2 separate regions of the Mus musculus genome follow, and region 2 is linked to region 1. A link is a contact called in public Hi-C data. All regions are on one chromosome and are shown on one strand. The core of a region is the stretch at or near the end of the contact, and the rest is flanking DNA. Distances in the headings are between cores, read along the strand shown. Region 1 holds the start of Ccdc63 (coiled-coil domain containing 63). Region 2 has its middle 17 kb from the start of Gm52787.

The links. Hi-C and Micro-C count contacts between places; a contact is called where the count stands out from the background.
Region 2: a contact with region 1 is called in a Hi-C map of uterus, with 7 times the contacts expected there. The contact joins the enhancer-like site here to the promoter of Ccdc63 in region 1. A contact is called at or near these places in 6 of 39 promoter capture datasets (the C10 cell line, HPC-7-derived erythroid cells, embryonic stem cells and 3 more), 6 of 15 datasets of contacts at CTCF or cohesin (CD8 T cells, the G1E-ER4 cell line, the NIH/3T3 cell line and 3 more), 147 of 484 Hi-C or Micro-C datasets (B cells, the C10 cell line, the C2C12 cell line and 74 more), 25 of 115 datasets of contacts at active chromatin or transcription factors (the 230-238 cell line, the HPC-7 cell line, the SCID.adh cell line and 13 more) and 4 of 9 other capture datasets (adipose tissue, embryonic stem cells, liver and 1 more).

Annotation. Positions count from the first base shown.
Region 1 is chr5:122,128,702-122,136,295 of GRCm38.p6, reverse strand. It overlaps Ccdc63 (coiled-coil domain containing 63), which reads left to right and starts at 4,331. Exons shown (of 12, transcript NM_001384199.1): 1 at 4,331-4,375; 2 at 5,891-6,007; 3 at 6,341-6,573. The coding sequence starts at 5,999.
Region 2 is chr5:122,175,451-122,183,044 of GRCm38.p6, reverse strand. No RefSeq gene overlaps it. Among named protein-coding and RNA genes, the nearest start is that of Gm52787, 17 kb to the left of the region's middle. Within about 2 kb of position 3,199, at least 37 of the 459 cell types and tissues checked have an H3K27ac peak or open chromatin away from gene starts, as enhancers often do. A contact at or near this core is called in the G1E-ER4 cell line, the HPC-7 cell line, cerebral cortex and 3 more, where this site is marked.

The sequences.
Region 1 (7,594 bases), core at 3,082-5,581:
GCTCCGGAGTGGGTGGGTAGCAAGAGGCTCGAAGGAGCCTGATGGCCAGCCAGCCCCAGGTCTCAGAGGAAGAAAAAAATGTCTTAAAAAGCAAGGTATGGGATTAGAGCTTTAGCTCAGTGGTAGGGTGCATGCCCTAAGCCCCTGGGTTCAGTTTTTTGCTGGGGGGGGGGAGGAAAAGAAAAAAATCAACTTAACTGGGACTGATGGGTGGAATCACAAATCAGGAACTTCCTCAGAACCTGCTCTCAGGGGATTTAGGAAGAGGAAGGAGAAGGCATACGGGCCGTGGGCTGAGCCATTGCCTGATTTGTGTGGAGTGGCTCACCCTGACCCACCAGGGAAGACAGACTGCCCCTGGTGTGCTGCCCCATCAGACCCTGGCTAACTAGAGCTGGAAGAAGTCAAGCTCTTCTAGAGTTGGTTCAGGGCCCAGTTCTCCATTAGCAGCAAAGAGGGGCAGGGGGAGTTGGGGATCGAGGGTAGGGTGGGGTGGTGGGAGACACTTGTCCCTGCTGTTGAGGTCTTGGGGTTTCAGCTGAACTCTCTAAACTGACAAGACCTATCTCCTGCTTACTCTTCTTTGGAGGCCTGCTTCTGCAAAGGAGCCTGGGAGCTGTAGTTTTTAAAGCTGTAGTTTTAAGTTCTTCCCATGCCATCCCAGGAGAAAGGAGAAGGAAGAGAGGGGAGAGGGGAGAAGAGAGGAGAGAGAATGGCTCAGTGCCCTTGCTGAGGAGGGCAGGGCCACCCTTTCCTCAGAGCATCTTGTCCCTCCTACGACCTCCAGATGGAGGCCAGGTGTCCCCATGTCCCCAGTATCTTGCAGGGTCATGGACCACAGTGTGGTGCCAAATTGAATTGAATGCTGGCTTCCCTCCCAGGCTGGTCCCCATCACTACCCTCTGGACAGAGTCCCTGCAGTTCAGGACACAAGAAGGTCACCTCTTTGTCGTAGAGAAGGTGGGGAGGGCATATGGTGGAGTGGTTGTTAGCAGAGTTTTTGGATAAAGCTGGGGTGAATTAGGGGCTCAACATGGCTGCCTGTCTCAACATGCAAATTAGAAAGAGGCTTGGGCAAAGACATAGACAATGTCTTTGTGTCAGTCAGTGTGGCTACCCTGGGAAGAAGAGATTAAAAAAGGGGATTTGATGACGCTAGGTTTATCTCCTGACGGAAGCTTTCGGTTAGATTAGAGGAAGATTTGGTCAAGGGGCTGGCTTGTCTGTGAGTTCTGATGTTCCTGGTATCCAAAGCGGCTGCAGGTTTAGGGTAAGAGGGAGACCTTCATGTCCCTTTGTCAGGGCTGGAGGTGAGGGGTGGGGGTGTGGTGACAGTCTGGAGCAATGCATTGTGGGAGATGAACTTTATCTGCCTCTTCAGTCTCAATTTTTGCATCTTCAGACTTCCAGGCCCTGAGCTCAGCCAGATGGACGGTGTCCTGAGGGATCAACACACTGAGACAAGCAGGAGTCTGACCTCAGGCGAGGGGACAATACCGTGAAGACTTGAGCACAGCACGCGGGTGCACCTGTTCAGTCTGAGCACTCAGGGCCAAATGGATCTCTATGCGTTTGAGGTCAGCCTGGTCTACATAGTGAGCTCCGAGACAGCCCAGGCTGTAGTGAGATGTATGTAGTAAGACCCTGCCTCAAAACACACAAACCAAAAGGATCAAGTAAATGTACTCTAGCCTGCTTCCTTTAATAGATATAGTGCAGCTCACTTAAAACCCTCCTTTAGGGCTGGTGAGATGGCTCAGTGGGTAAGAGCACCCGACTGCTCTTCCGAAGGTTCAGAGTTCAAATCCCAGCAACCACATGGTGGCTCACAATCATCTGTAACGAGATCTGACTCCCTCTTCTGGAGTGTCTGAAGACAGCTACAGTGTACTTACATATAATAAATAAATGAATCTTTAAAAATATTTTTTTAAAAAACCCCTCCTTTAGCTGGCCTGGTGAGGCATGCCTTTAAGCCCAACAGTCTGGAGGCAGAGGCAGGTGGATCTCTTGTGAGTTCAAAGCTAGCCTGGTATTCCATAGCAAGTTCAAGGACAGCCAGGGCTACATAGTAAGACCCCATCTCAAAAGAAAAGAAAAGAAAAGAAAAGAAAAGAAAAGAAAAGAAAAGAAACAAACAACAACAACAACAACAAAAACAACCCAAAAACAGTCAACGCAATACTGTGGGTTAGTGACAAAGGGCCACACCAGCAGCAGGTGACTTCACAGTCTTTTAGTTAGCTCCAGTACCCAACACTTAGACTCAGTAACAGCTAGTCAATCAGTCCGGAGCTGTCCTGCGGTGGGAGGGGTTCATGCCCAGAGTAAAGTTTCTGGCTTGAAGATCTAATTGGACAAAACTGAGCCAAGCCTTCTTTTCCTGTCCAGTCAGAATGAGAGCAGATGGAGACCACCGCACGCCACAGAATGACAGGCAGAGGGCCCTGTGTGGACATGGCCTCTGTACCTCAGTTCCCTCGCTGAACATTAAAGTGCTGGGATCCAAGGCTGAGCTCCCCTTGGCTTGACCCCAGTGCCTGTGAACTCAGTTTAAAGAATTCAAACTGGGGTGTGGAAGAGAGGCACGTATATCACAGAGCGAGTGGAGAACATTCTCCAGGGGTGGTAGTTTTCAGGGTGGGGGGCAAGTGATCAAGGCACCCACCTACCCTTCAGACAGGCTCTGTACAATTCCTAAGGCCCCCAGAGCCCGCCAGGTTGGTGTCATGTTCAGGGGACTGACTGGCCATTCTGCATCCACTGTTCTGGGAAGGGATAATCCTAACCCATGTTTTTTGTTTGTTTGGTTGGTTTTGGTTTTTTCGAGACATGGTTTCTCTGTATAGCCCTGGCTGTCCTGGAACTCACTCTGTAGATCAGGCTGGCCTCGAACTCAGAAATCCACCTGCCTCTGCCTCCCAAGTGTTGGGACTAAAGGCATGCGCCACCACTGCCCGGCCTAACCCATGTTCTTTATCACTAAGCACACTGCTAGATAAGGGTCTTGTAGGATGTAGACAGTTGCTTGGGTTTGAATGACTCGTAATTAACAGACTCGGGAAGTTCTGAGACGACTCTACCGTGGGTCAGAACTGTGACTCAGAGTCCACTCTTTTGGCTTCTAATAAAAGTCCTGAAGTTGCAGCTCCAGGTTTTCCCAGGGGCCGATGACCGGGGAGGGGTGCCCTATACTTACCCTATACCCGCAGTCACTATCTGAGGAGCTAGCCAACATTGTAGACCATCAGCCACTGGTCTCCCTTAGGCTTGCAACAGGGCTGCCAGCAACCAACAGAGGCAGCATATCTCCTATTTCCTTTTCAGCGACAGCAAAGCACCTTCCTCTTCTCTAACCTTGGGCTGTGGGAAGCTCCTCTGGTGCCTTTGAGACCACGACCAGTAATTATAAGCCCACCCCTGTGGCAGACTCCAGGAAATAATGCACCCCACCCCCGCTGTTGCCCCCAGACATGGTTTCTCTGTGTAGCTCTGGGTGTCCTGGAACTCAACTCTGTAGACCAGGCTGGCCTTGAACTCAGAGATCTGCCTGTCTCCGCTTTCCGAGTGCTGGGATTAAAGGCATCGATAGATCCACTGCCTGGCACCAGTTAGTCTCTTAACGTTCCTAGTCCAAGCATTGACTGGGAAGGATGGGCTGATTTGGGTATCTGACCGCCGTGGAGACTGTCTTGCTGTGTGTGCTGGTTCCATTTGTTTACCGCTGGCAGCTTTGTTTGCTCTAGGCTACACTGGGGGCGCACGCGAGGGGCCGTGGCGGGGGTGGGGGGGTGGGGGTGGGGTGGGGCTCGTTCTTCTTGGCAAGAGGGCCGAGTTCTGCACCCAGGAAGAACCGCGATGGGAAACCTTCGCCAGAGAGGCATGTTTCTAACCACTGCCCACCCAGTGGCAGACAGTGGAGAGCAGCCGAAACAGCAGGACCCGAGGGCAACTTCCAGATGGTGAAGGGCGGACCGGGGTAAAGTCATTGCCTAACCTGCCCCAGGTTTAATCTCCAAACTCTGAAAACAAGTCGTTTTAGGTCACTGTGTAACAGAAAGGAGGTATTTAATGGTGAAGCGAGAGGAAAGAGAGTAGTAACCCAGGGAGGGAGGGAATGGAAGCTGGCTTGGTGGCCAAGGTGGCCAAGGTGTTTGACACAGGGCAGCTGAGGGTAGCCCAGGAATGCGTTGCCCTGTCCCCTCTGGTAAAATGCGGGTTCTCCGTGGGTCCGGTTGTCTCGGCTGTCCTTAGAGAACGCGAGTCGCCGCTGTCACAAAGGCGCGGGTTCCAGGGCGGAGAACGCGGGGTGCGGAGCTGGCTGCCACTTAGACACACGAGCCGCCACTACCGGGAGCCGCGGGAGCCGTGGGTGGTAAGTTAGGGTACACACAGCGCCCCCTGCCGGGGATGAGCAGAGGTGAGGCAGGAACCAGCCACTGCCACCATAAACGCTCCCCAAACTCAAAGAGCTATATGTGCTCTCAAGCGACTGTGTATTTATTTATTACGTATCCATTCACTTACAGCACAGACTGACCTTGAAGTAAAGCTACAGCCAAAGATCTTGACCTCATGATCTTCCTGTTTCCACCTCCCGCGTCACTCAGGCCAGCACCACCACGCCCACCTTTTGTTTTCTTTTTAAAACAAATTGATCACGTCGTGAGGGTGGCTGAACCACAGCTCAGTTCCCCACAACACTAAGCACACAGTAGGCGCTTGTTTGTATGCCAAATCGACTTAGACATTCACACTGCCACAACTCTCATGATTTATAAGTCCCCAGAAATTTCATTTCAAATTGTCTCATGAAAAGTTCTTCCTGTCTGGTGTGATAGGACGCGATCCAGTGACATCTTCTGGTCTGGCTAAGCCTTGAGGTTTTGGTGTTTATGGTTTCTCTCCCCATGCTAGTATGATTCATAGAGCCCCATGGAACTGGCTGACCTAGATTCCCCAGGTTAAAATTCAGTTACTAAATTCTCTCCAGTGTACAACAGGAATTACTGGTCCACGGAAGTGGGAGGGGATTATGCAGATTAGGGGAGGGCGTGGCCCTCCCCACTGTCTAGATGGGGAACTGAGGCTCCAGAGAGCAGCACAGATGTACCTGAGGTCCGTTAGAGGCTGGGCAAGAATGTGAATGGAGAACCTGGAATTCCACATAGGACCTCGCAGTTTCTGGGACACAGTGGGCCTAACAACCCTTTGGGGCTTGTCTGCTAATGTCCCCACTCCTAAGTGCCTCTGGGCAGGTAGCATTCAAGTTCTGATATGATAAAATGTTCCTCTGGGTTGCTGGTTGCTGGTTCCTGATCCTAGAAGTGGGGTATGGGTGGGGTAATCACAGCGTAGGCAGGGTTTCAACTCTGTTGTGTGTGTGGGTGTGGGATAGGTATGTATCAGTGGGTAGTGCTGGCCTAGCCTGCATGAAGTACCGGATATGGTAGCACATGCCTCTAATCCCAGCACTTTGGAGGTGGAGGCAGGAGGATCAGGAGATCAAGGCCAGCCTTGGCAGCATACTGAGTTTGAGGCCAGCCTCGACTACAGGAGACTCTGTCCCAAAGTCAAAAAAACCAAAACAGCTCCATCAGGTTGATCATCAGAGGCCTCTGTGCCCCTTTCCTTTAGAGATGTGAGGAGAAGGGTAAGTGACAGGCTGGAGCCATCTGCCCAGGTCCTAATAATAAACTGGGGAGCGGAAGAAGTTCCGGTGCGATCGGATCTTGGGGGGAGGGGCTCTTGTTACACCCGGCGCCATCTGCTGTGTCCCCTTGTATGCCAAGCTGTGGGTGGAAGGGGACTATGGGAGGGAGGAGAGGCGCATGGGTCCTCACTGCCAGCAGGGTGGCCCACTTCCTTTTTCCTCTCTCATTCTGGGCAGGACATTGCAGACAGAGGAGACAAAGAGAGACGGAGAAAGAGGTGGGCTTGCTGGCTTTGACCTCCAGGACCCAGTGTCTAAGCAGAAGGGAAGCTCAGATCCATCTCAATGCCAGTGGTAGGTGACAACAGCTTGTCACTCAATGTCCCTTCACCTACCCATCATCCCTACCCCACCATCCTAACTTTATAGATGGGAGGCCAGAGATAGTGACTTTCTCAAAGTCTCCCAGTGGTGTAGGACTTAAACTTAGGAACCTCATGACTTCTCAACCCAGTAAGACACTACTCCATCGAGTTTGACTTGTCACCTGGCAGCCCAGGGTGGGTCTACCCTACGACAGACAGGCACATGCCATCACCCCAGGGTGGGCTTCCCTTTGTCCTGGGAACCCCACCTGGAGACTTCTCTGGTCACCTGGGCCTCCTCTTTCTCTATCTTGCCCTGAAGAAAAAATACAGATGGACTACCACTGTAGGTCGTGTGGGCATCCTCTTTCTCTGTCTTGCCCAGATGAAGAAAGTCAGGAGGAAGGGCTCTTCAGGCCTTTCGGAACTTTCCGAGAAGGCCAGGGAGCAGCTCGCCCAGGCAGAGCTACGGAAACTGAGGCAGCAGTTCCGCAAGATGGTAGACAGCCGCAAGTCCTTCAACTTCCGCCACCAGCGTATGATCGCCGGCCAATAGTAAGAGGGGTGTCCTGGTGTGGGTCTCTAGGGTACTGCTCGGGCTGGGGGAGTACACTGAACCCACCTGGGGACCAGAGGCCTTTGATCCTATGCTCTAGAGCTTCACGGGAAGATATCCAGTGAGCAGGATCCAGGAGTCTAGGAGACCCCGGAGTGGGGGCGGGGGTGGGGGCGGGTGGCCCTCAACCAAGCCCCGTTTTTCTCTCAGATGCCCCTTGTCTAGTCCAATAAGCTGTAGCAGTGACGGGGCGGGGCCGAAGGATCCCAGAGGGGCAGGGAATGTTCTGGTGCTGCTGCAGCAGCCTTTTGCAATTGGGGGAACCTGTCTGTAAGCCTCTTTCTGCATGAGCAGAAGCCAGCCTCCATCGAAGAGGACCTCGCTGTCGGGATGTTTGGAGTTCAAAGAAGGGCGGGTGCGAAGGGATCTTTCCTTTCCCATGGATTCCTTTACTCCTGGGCTAGGCTGGTTCCTACTCTAGTGTACAACACTGTCAAATTTTAAAAGGCATTTGTTTTTCCAGAGCACTTTAGCGCCCTCTGTTGGAAAAGCGCTCATTATGTAGAACAAGACAAAATGTTTTGGGTTGGTAAGAAGATTCAGCTAGTCTGATGGCCTGAGTTCGGTCCAAGAGACCCACAAGGTTAGAAGGAAAGAACTGACTTCCACGTTGTTTCCCGATTTCCAGATGCACAGGGTGGTATGCTAACACCCATACATATGTTCATACATTCATGCATAAATAAATATATGCTGACAAACGAAAGTGGACCCTGGAGAGGTGGCTCAGCAGTAAAGAGCACTTGCTGCTCTTGCCCCAGAGAAAGGCCTTGGCCAAGGGTTCAAGGTTACTGTACACTTCCACGTTGATACAGACTTCAGAGTCCTCCTCCAGGTTTTGTTCATGCATGTGTACATATGTAGAGGTCAGAGGTCAATTTTCAGTAGCTCCTCAGCAGCTGTCCTTCTTTTTTATTTTTTATTTTATTTTATTTTATTATTTTTTTTCCGAGGGTTTCT
Region 2 (7,594 bases), core at 1,950-4,449, 48 kb before region 1:
CATAGGGTTCTGAAGTCAGGCATCCTTAGGTTTTGGCTCTAACCCCACATGGGTGGGCATACAGGTATTACTATACTCTATATTAAGAAGCCGCAGGGGGCTGGAGAGATGGCTTAGCAGTCAAGAGCACTGACTGCTCTTTCAGAGGTCCTGGGTTCAATTCCCAGCAACCACATGGTGGCTCACAAACATTTGTAATGGGATCCAATGTCCTCTTCTGATATGTCTGAGGACAGCGACTAAAGACAGTTTTATGTATGTATTCACATTGACTTTTTGTGCTTCGAGGCAGAGGCAGTTGAATCTATAGGTTTGAGGTTAGCCTGGTCTACATAGTGCGACCCTGGCCTAGCCAAATCCAAGCAACTAACCAACCAAAGAAAAACCAAACCAACCAAACAAAACTACTCCAAACACAAATAAGCAATCCAGTATATAGACATATAGATATGTAGATATCATATATATCATAAAACACATATACACATATTGAAATGCAATGCACACACACAAAAAAACCAAAACCAACCAAAAAACTGGCCCTGAGCCCCGCCTTCACGTGACATGTGCTCTCCAGGGGTTTGTGCCACATCTGGAGGGCAAGCTGCAAGACACTACTTCTGCACCACTCCCTGGGTGAGCAGCTCTGGAACTGACCACATCTGCCTGCCTTGCTGCCTAGGGCTAGGCTTGGACTTCCTGGTCCCTTGGCTCCTAGACCCGGCATCACACAGTTGGGGTGGGCTAACCTCTGCTCAACACTCACCTACACACGTGTCCTCAAGCGGTAGCTTGTATTTCTCTGACGACAGTGGCTTCGGTCCCTTGTTGTGGATGGTGTTGCAAACTGCCCTGTGTTCTATTCATTTTACATATGAGCCTTAGGTTGGTTCTGTTTGAAGGGCTCCGCCCCTTGGCCAGTTATGAATACAGATTGCTGCCCCTGGCCTTTGTTCTGCAGATTCACAAAGCTGAGACGGAGACCAGGTGAACTGGCAGTGACCCGAGAAAGATTATGGATCTAAAAACTAATTCTCGATGCTGAGAGATGGCTCGGTGGTTATGACGCTTGCTTCCCTGTCATGAGGACAGGGGTTCAGATCCCAGCACCACTGAAATCAGCCAGGTATCCCACTCATGCCTGTAACCCCATTTCCGAGGTGGAGGTGGAGGCCAGGGATCACTGAGACCTGCTGCCTTCTAGCTTAGCTTCTAGCGCAAGCCCTGGGCTCACATGGAGAGACCTTGCCTCAAAGGAATAGGCAGAAGTGAGTGGTAACGGATGAAGATAGCCTGTGTTCTTTTCTGGCCTCCGTGAACGTGTGCACGTGTGTATACACAAGCACATGCACTCGTGTGAGCACATGCAAGTGTGCAAACACACACACACTTACACACAAATCTTTTATTTTTTTTAATTAACTGGGTGTGCACACCTTTAGTCCCAGCACTCAGGATAGCAGAGGCAGGTGGGATCATGGCCAGCCTGGTCTATACTGTGAATTTCAGGCCAGCCAGTGTTACATAGTTAGACTCTGTTTCAAAACAAATAACTAAAAACTTAAAAATAAATTTAAAAGATCCTTCAAGGAGCCTTTCTTTTACCAAGGATCTGAGTTCTATTCCCAGGTTTCACCTGGGGCAGCAAACAGCTGTCTGTAAGTACAACTCCAGGGATCCAGAGCGGTCTTCTGGCCTCTCTTGGCGTCTGTACACTTCTGGGCATATCCAGACAGACATAGCCACAATTTCAACATAGTAAAAATAAACCTTAAAAGAGGGAGGACTAGAGACATGGCTCAATGGTCAAAAGCACTTACCGCTCTCCCAGAGGAACCAAGTTCAGTTCCCAGCATGCATGTCGAGTGGTTCACAACCACCTATTATAACTCCAGCTCCAGGGGATGCGATGCCTCTGCAGCCCCTGCACTCTTGTGCCCACAAGTCCACCCCATGTACACATACTTGGAAATGGTAAAAATCTTCTTCAAAAGCCTTCAAAGATAAAACGCAGCGTCCACAAAATTGTAGTGAGAATTCTGGTTTTCTTTAAAAGCCGTTATGTTGTGTGAACATGTTTTTGTTCTAATCCCAGGTGTGGGGTGCGAGGCTACTTCACAGCAGGTGATTATGATCTGCCTCGCACACTAGCAGGGGGGTGATCTTTGCCAGCTGCAGGTGGTTTATGTTTGGAATTTTGGGGACTCTGGAGAGGGAATAAATATGAGTCTAGAGAGGGGTGTTTGGAAGGAGGCAGCTGCTTCCCCCTTCTGCTCCTGGTTGCTGTTGCTAAGGTTTGTCAAGTGTTCATGCACAGAGAGACAAGTTAGAGATATCGTGACGATGAAGATTGGACTTACCCCAAGGAACTCATCACCCCTAATCGGAAGGACATAATCTAAAGAGATCTACGCCTCCTTTCTCCTCTAACCTTCATTCTCTCCTATCTACTACTGAGGGTGGGGGGGATTGGAAAGGATTAGGGTGGAATAAGGGTTGGAAGGGGGGTAGAAGTATAAAATTCCCAATAAAATGGATTAAAAAAATATGCCAACACAAAACACTAAAATACACCTTATACGTGTGCATGGGAGATATAGTTAAGATACACATACACAAGCCGGGTGTGATGGTGCACGCCTTTAATCCCAGCACTCGGGAGGCAGAGGCAGGGAGATTTCTGAGTTCGAGGCTAGCCTGGTCTACAGAGTGAGTTCCAGGACAGCCAGGGCTATACAGAGAAACAAACAACAACAAAAAAGATACACATACACACCTGACAGCACAACTGAAACCCATCCAAGTCGGGCTCCCAGCTACATCCACCCACCCCAGACGTTGGTGCCCGCATCTTCCCACTGCACAGCTGCAAACCCCTCTGACTGGGGCGTGGGAGTGGGGGTAGGGGTTGGGGTGGGGGTGGGGTGGACGGAAACTCCAGGCTATCAATTCCAACTCTCTTAATCTCCAACATTGACACCAGGCACCAGAGGGAAGCTATGTGGTTCTGTGAGTCGAAGGAGGGAAATCCATGCTTCGCAGCAGCAAGTGACTTGGCGTTCAGACCCAGAATCTCACTTCCTCAGGGAGGAGCCCCTCCAGCCCACCTGCTGTCCCTGCCTCAGGACTGTGGTAACAGAAAGGCTGGGAAAGCCAAGCCGCCAGGCTGTCCAAGAACATAATGACTAGGCTTACTCACTCACCAGCCCTGAACAACAATGTGTGGGCTGGCCCTCACGGTGTACACAGTATCTGCCACTGTGTTAATTGGATGGCCCGGAGAGAAAAGGAGGAAGTGTTTTTAAATGGCACCTTCAATTGCTTCCAGATTATATCTTGGCTAAGTGACTATTAAAATTAGTACCTGTCCCAGGAGCAGCGTCACACACCTTCAATACTGGGGTGGGGGGGGGGGGGGGAAGAGGCAGGAGGATCACATGCCGGAAGCCAGTCTGATCTGTAGAGTGAGCTCCAAGCTAGCCAAAGCTACACTGTAGACTGTCTCAAAGCCAGGGCCACTGGCTCAGTTGGGTGAAGGGCTTGTTCTTCAAGCTTGGAGACCTGAGTTTGCCCCTAAGAACCCACTCAAAGATGGATGCAGAGAATGCAGTAGTGAATAGACCAACATGGATTGTCCTGACCCTCCACACACTACCTGTGAACCCACATTAAACACACACACACACACACACACACACACAATTTTCTAAGTATCAGGTCATAAGTCAGGGAACTGGTTTTGGATACCAGGTCGAATTTAATTAAGGTTTTAGTTACTCACCCACCCGCTACCCTGTGTTAGGGTCTCAGAATTTCCCATTCAACAGCTGACATCTTCTCAGTTGTTCCTTGCTAGGTGGTTCAGATTTTCTTCCTGCCATCGATACCAGCAACAAGAGAACCTGCCGACCTTCCTCCTCAAGCCCTGGACATTAAGTTCTACATGGTAGCTCCGGGAGACTCCCAGAAGCACCTGTCTGCACCCACAGAACCACTTTCAATATTCTGCAGGCCCTCTATTTTAAGAAACATTCTTTAGCTTTGAGACAGGGTCTCACTCTGTAGACCAGGCTGGTCTAGAACTCATGGAAATCTGCTGCCTCTGCCTCCCAAGTGCTGGGTAGGATTATATATATGCCTGGCAATTTATTATTTTTTTTTTACTTTTTAGGCATGCATGCTGATGCTGGAAGAGGTGTCGGTCCCTCTCTGGAGCTGTAGCTATGGAGTTGAGACCCCTGACGGGGTGTTGGATACGGAACTAGTCTCTGCTAGAGCAGCCATGCTCTCCAGCCTCAGTGTCTCTAATTTCTTGGTTTTAGACAGGGTCTATGCAGCTCTGGTTGAGTCTGGAGCAGTTATGTGGCCTGTGAACAGAGATCTGCTCAACTGCCTCCAGTGTTGGGATTAAAAGCATGCATCTGTAATATTTTTAGATTATGTGTATGGGTGGGTTTAACATAAATGTCATGTGTGGGTGTTTTTTGAATATCGGGTGCCCTGAAACTGGAGTTACAGCTGTGAATAGGTGGTACTTTTAACTGATGAGACCCCCTCTTTTCAGCCCCATCTTTAAATTCCCAAGATCTCATTTAGCTCAAGATAAAGGTTCTTGAATTCATCTAAGTGTTTTATTTTATTTATTTTTTTTATTTTCCGAGACAGGGTTTCTCTGTATAGCCCTGGCTGTCCTGGAACTCACTTTGTAGACCAGGCTGGCCTCAAACTCAGAAATCCACCTGCCTCTGCCTCCCAAGTGCTGGGATTAAAGGCGTGTGCCACCATGCCCGGCGTTAGTTAGTGTTTTATTAAGACCTTTTTATCAAACACTCTCATCCATAACAGGGTTTTTTTTTTTTTTTTGTATGCAAACACAGGTGGTCTTTTTTTTTTTTTAAATGTATTTATTATTATATTAAGTATACTGTAGAGGGCATCAGATCTCGTTACAGATGGTTGTGAGCCACCATGTGGTTGCTGGGATTTGAACTCGGGACCTTCGGAAGAGCAGTCGGCGCTCTTAACCACTGAGCTATCTCGCCAGCTCCCACACAGGTGGTCTTGGTGGAGCAGAGGATTCAGGTGTGGTTCATCTTTGCCATCATGCCCAGATTTAAATTTTCTTTTCCTTTTTGGCTTGAACCTTACCTCTCCCCAGCTGCTTTGGGCTTCTTGATCATCAAACTTTTTCCTTAAGGTCTTACCAAACACATTAACATTAATACTTAACGGATATAAATCAAATTCTCTCATGGACAACACGTACCTATAGTTGAAGATACTTAGAATGCTGAAGCTGTTGTCCAGCATTCACAGTCCAGCAACACATGATGGATTCTTTTCAGTTCAGCTTTGGGCAGAGGTGGCAGCCTGGGAGGTCCTTCCTGGGAACTAGTGGGAAATGACCTGTGCTGTGTCTCGTTTTCTATAAAGCAACCCCACTGGCTTGGACCAGGAGTCTTCGGTTTCTCTCTGGATGATGCTGCCAGAGTGCACGGTATGTGTGGCCTTGTGAGCAGTCTTGAGTTAATCCTGCCAGGGAATATTCTAGCTGTTCTGTGGGCCCGGGGCAGGAAGCTAGGCTGGTATGCACCAAGACTGCACATCTGGTAAGCAGAACTGAGCTCAGCTAAGTTCCTCTAGGTCACCAAGTGGGTAAAAAATTAATTTCAGGGCTGGAGAGATGGCTCAGTGATTAAGAACACCGACTGCTCTTCCAAAGGTTCTGAGTTCAAATCCCAGGAACCACATAGTGGCTCACAACCATCCAATCATGAGAGCTGACACCCTCTTCTGGTGTGTCTAAAGACAGCTACAGTGTACTTAGATATAATAATAAATAAATCTTTTTTAAAAAATGAATTTCAACTATTTTCTGATTCAAGGCCACCAGCATCTCAAACCGAGCCTTTTTTCTTTTTTTTTTTTTTTAAGATTTATTTATTTATTATATGTAAGTACACTGTAGCTGTCTTCAGACACTCCAGAAGAGGGCGTCAGATCTTGTTACAGATGGTTGTGAGCCACCATGTGGTTGCTGGGATTTGAACTCTGGACCTTCGGAAGAGCAGTCGGGTGCTCTTATCCACTGAGCCATCTCACCAGCCCCGAGCCTTTTCTTTTGATTAAAAATTTAAAAATGTTGAGCCAGGCTTGGTGGCGCACGCCTTTAATCCCAGCACTCGGGAGGCAGAGGCAGGCAGATTTCTGAGTTCGAGGTTAGCCTGGTCTACAAAGTGAGTTCCAGGACAGCCAGGGCTATACAGAGAAACCCTGTCTCAAAAAAAGAAAAAAAGAAAAACCAAAAAAGAAAAAAAAATTTTTTTCAATGTTCCTGTGTGTAGAACCCCAAAGGCCACAAGAGGGCACTGGACCCTTGGAGCCTGAGCTACAGGGAGCTGTGCACCCCACCCTGCAGTGGGCCTAACTGCCCTGTGCTCCTCACTTTCCATTCCCCAGACATGTCTTCAGAAGCCTGGCCTCTGCCTTCTTCCTTCCAATCCATCCCACACGGACTCTACAGTCCACCCCCTCCCATGTCTCCCAAGCTAACCCAACAATGCCAATGATTCTCAGCTTGTCCTTATCCACCACCAAGTATCAGATGACAGATGGACTTCTTTCAGCCACCTGGGCTGGCCCCAACCAGGACACCCTTTCTTCCTGGATTAGCACTTGTCCCTTGGCCCCCAGTTTCACCTGTTACATAGGTGTGTGCTGTTTTTTTTTTTGGGGGGGGGGGCGGGGGGCTATACATGTATGGTACATTCATTCACATGTTTACTGTGAATATGAACAGAATGGTGGACTGTCTCACACCAGTTTCTACAAGTTTTGACACTCATTACTTCTAATACCAGGAAGCACCGTGTCCTCCCTCTGTGGTTTGGTTTGGTTTTTTTTTTTTTTTTTTTTTTTTTGGTTTTTTGTTTTTTGGAGACAGGGTTTTTCTGTGTTGCCCTGGCTGTCCTGGAACTCAGAAAGCCGCCTGCCTCTGCCTCCCGAGTGCTGGGATTAAAGACGTGCGCCACCACGCCTGGCTCCTCTGTGTCTTTTTATGTTGGTGTCAGGAAGACTTGCTCAGATGATGAGCTCAGAGGAGCACAGGCTGGTGTAACTCAGCAGAGACGCCCCATACACTCCTAACTGGGACTTGCTGTGGCTCTGCCATTCACCCAGCTAGCGAGCCAGAACCTGAGAGAAACGAGGCACTCCCTAGGTTACAAGTTACAAGGGTGCATGCAGACAGAGGAGGAAGCCTTTGGTAAACAGTGAAAGGCTTAAAGTGTCTCTTGTATCAACTTCACGTTTTCTCTGCTCAGGGCCCCATGACAGAAAGCAAACCACCTCTAGGGCTGATGCCCTTCAACAGCCTCTGACCTAATCAATGGCTCAGATTCCGACCATTAGGTTCAAGCTGAAGGAAGCAGGCTGGGATGTGGGAGTGCCCAGGGGAGTACTTGGCTGACCCTTAGGACCCACTGGCCAGCAGTCAGGCCAGACACCATCTAGGCCTGCCCTCCACCACCACACACAGGGTCTGAGGCCAAGACACTCCCCAGGAACCAGGGCTACCTGGCTTCCTCTCAATGCA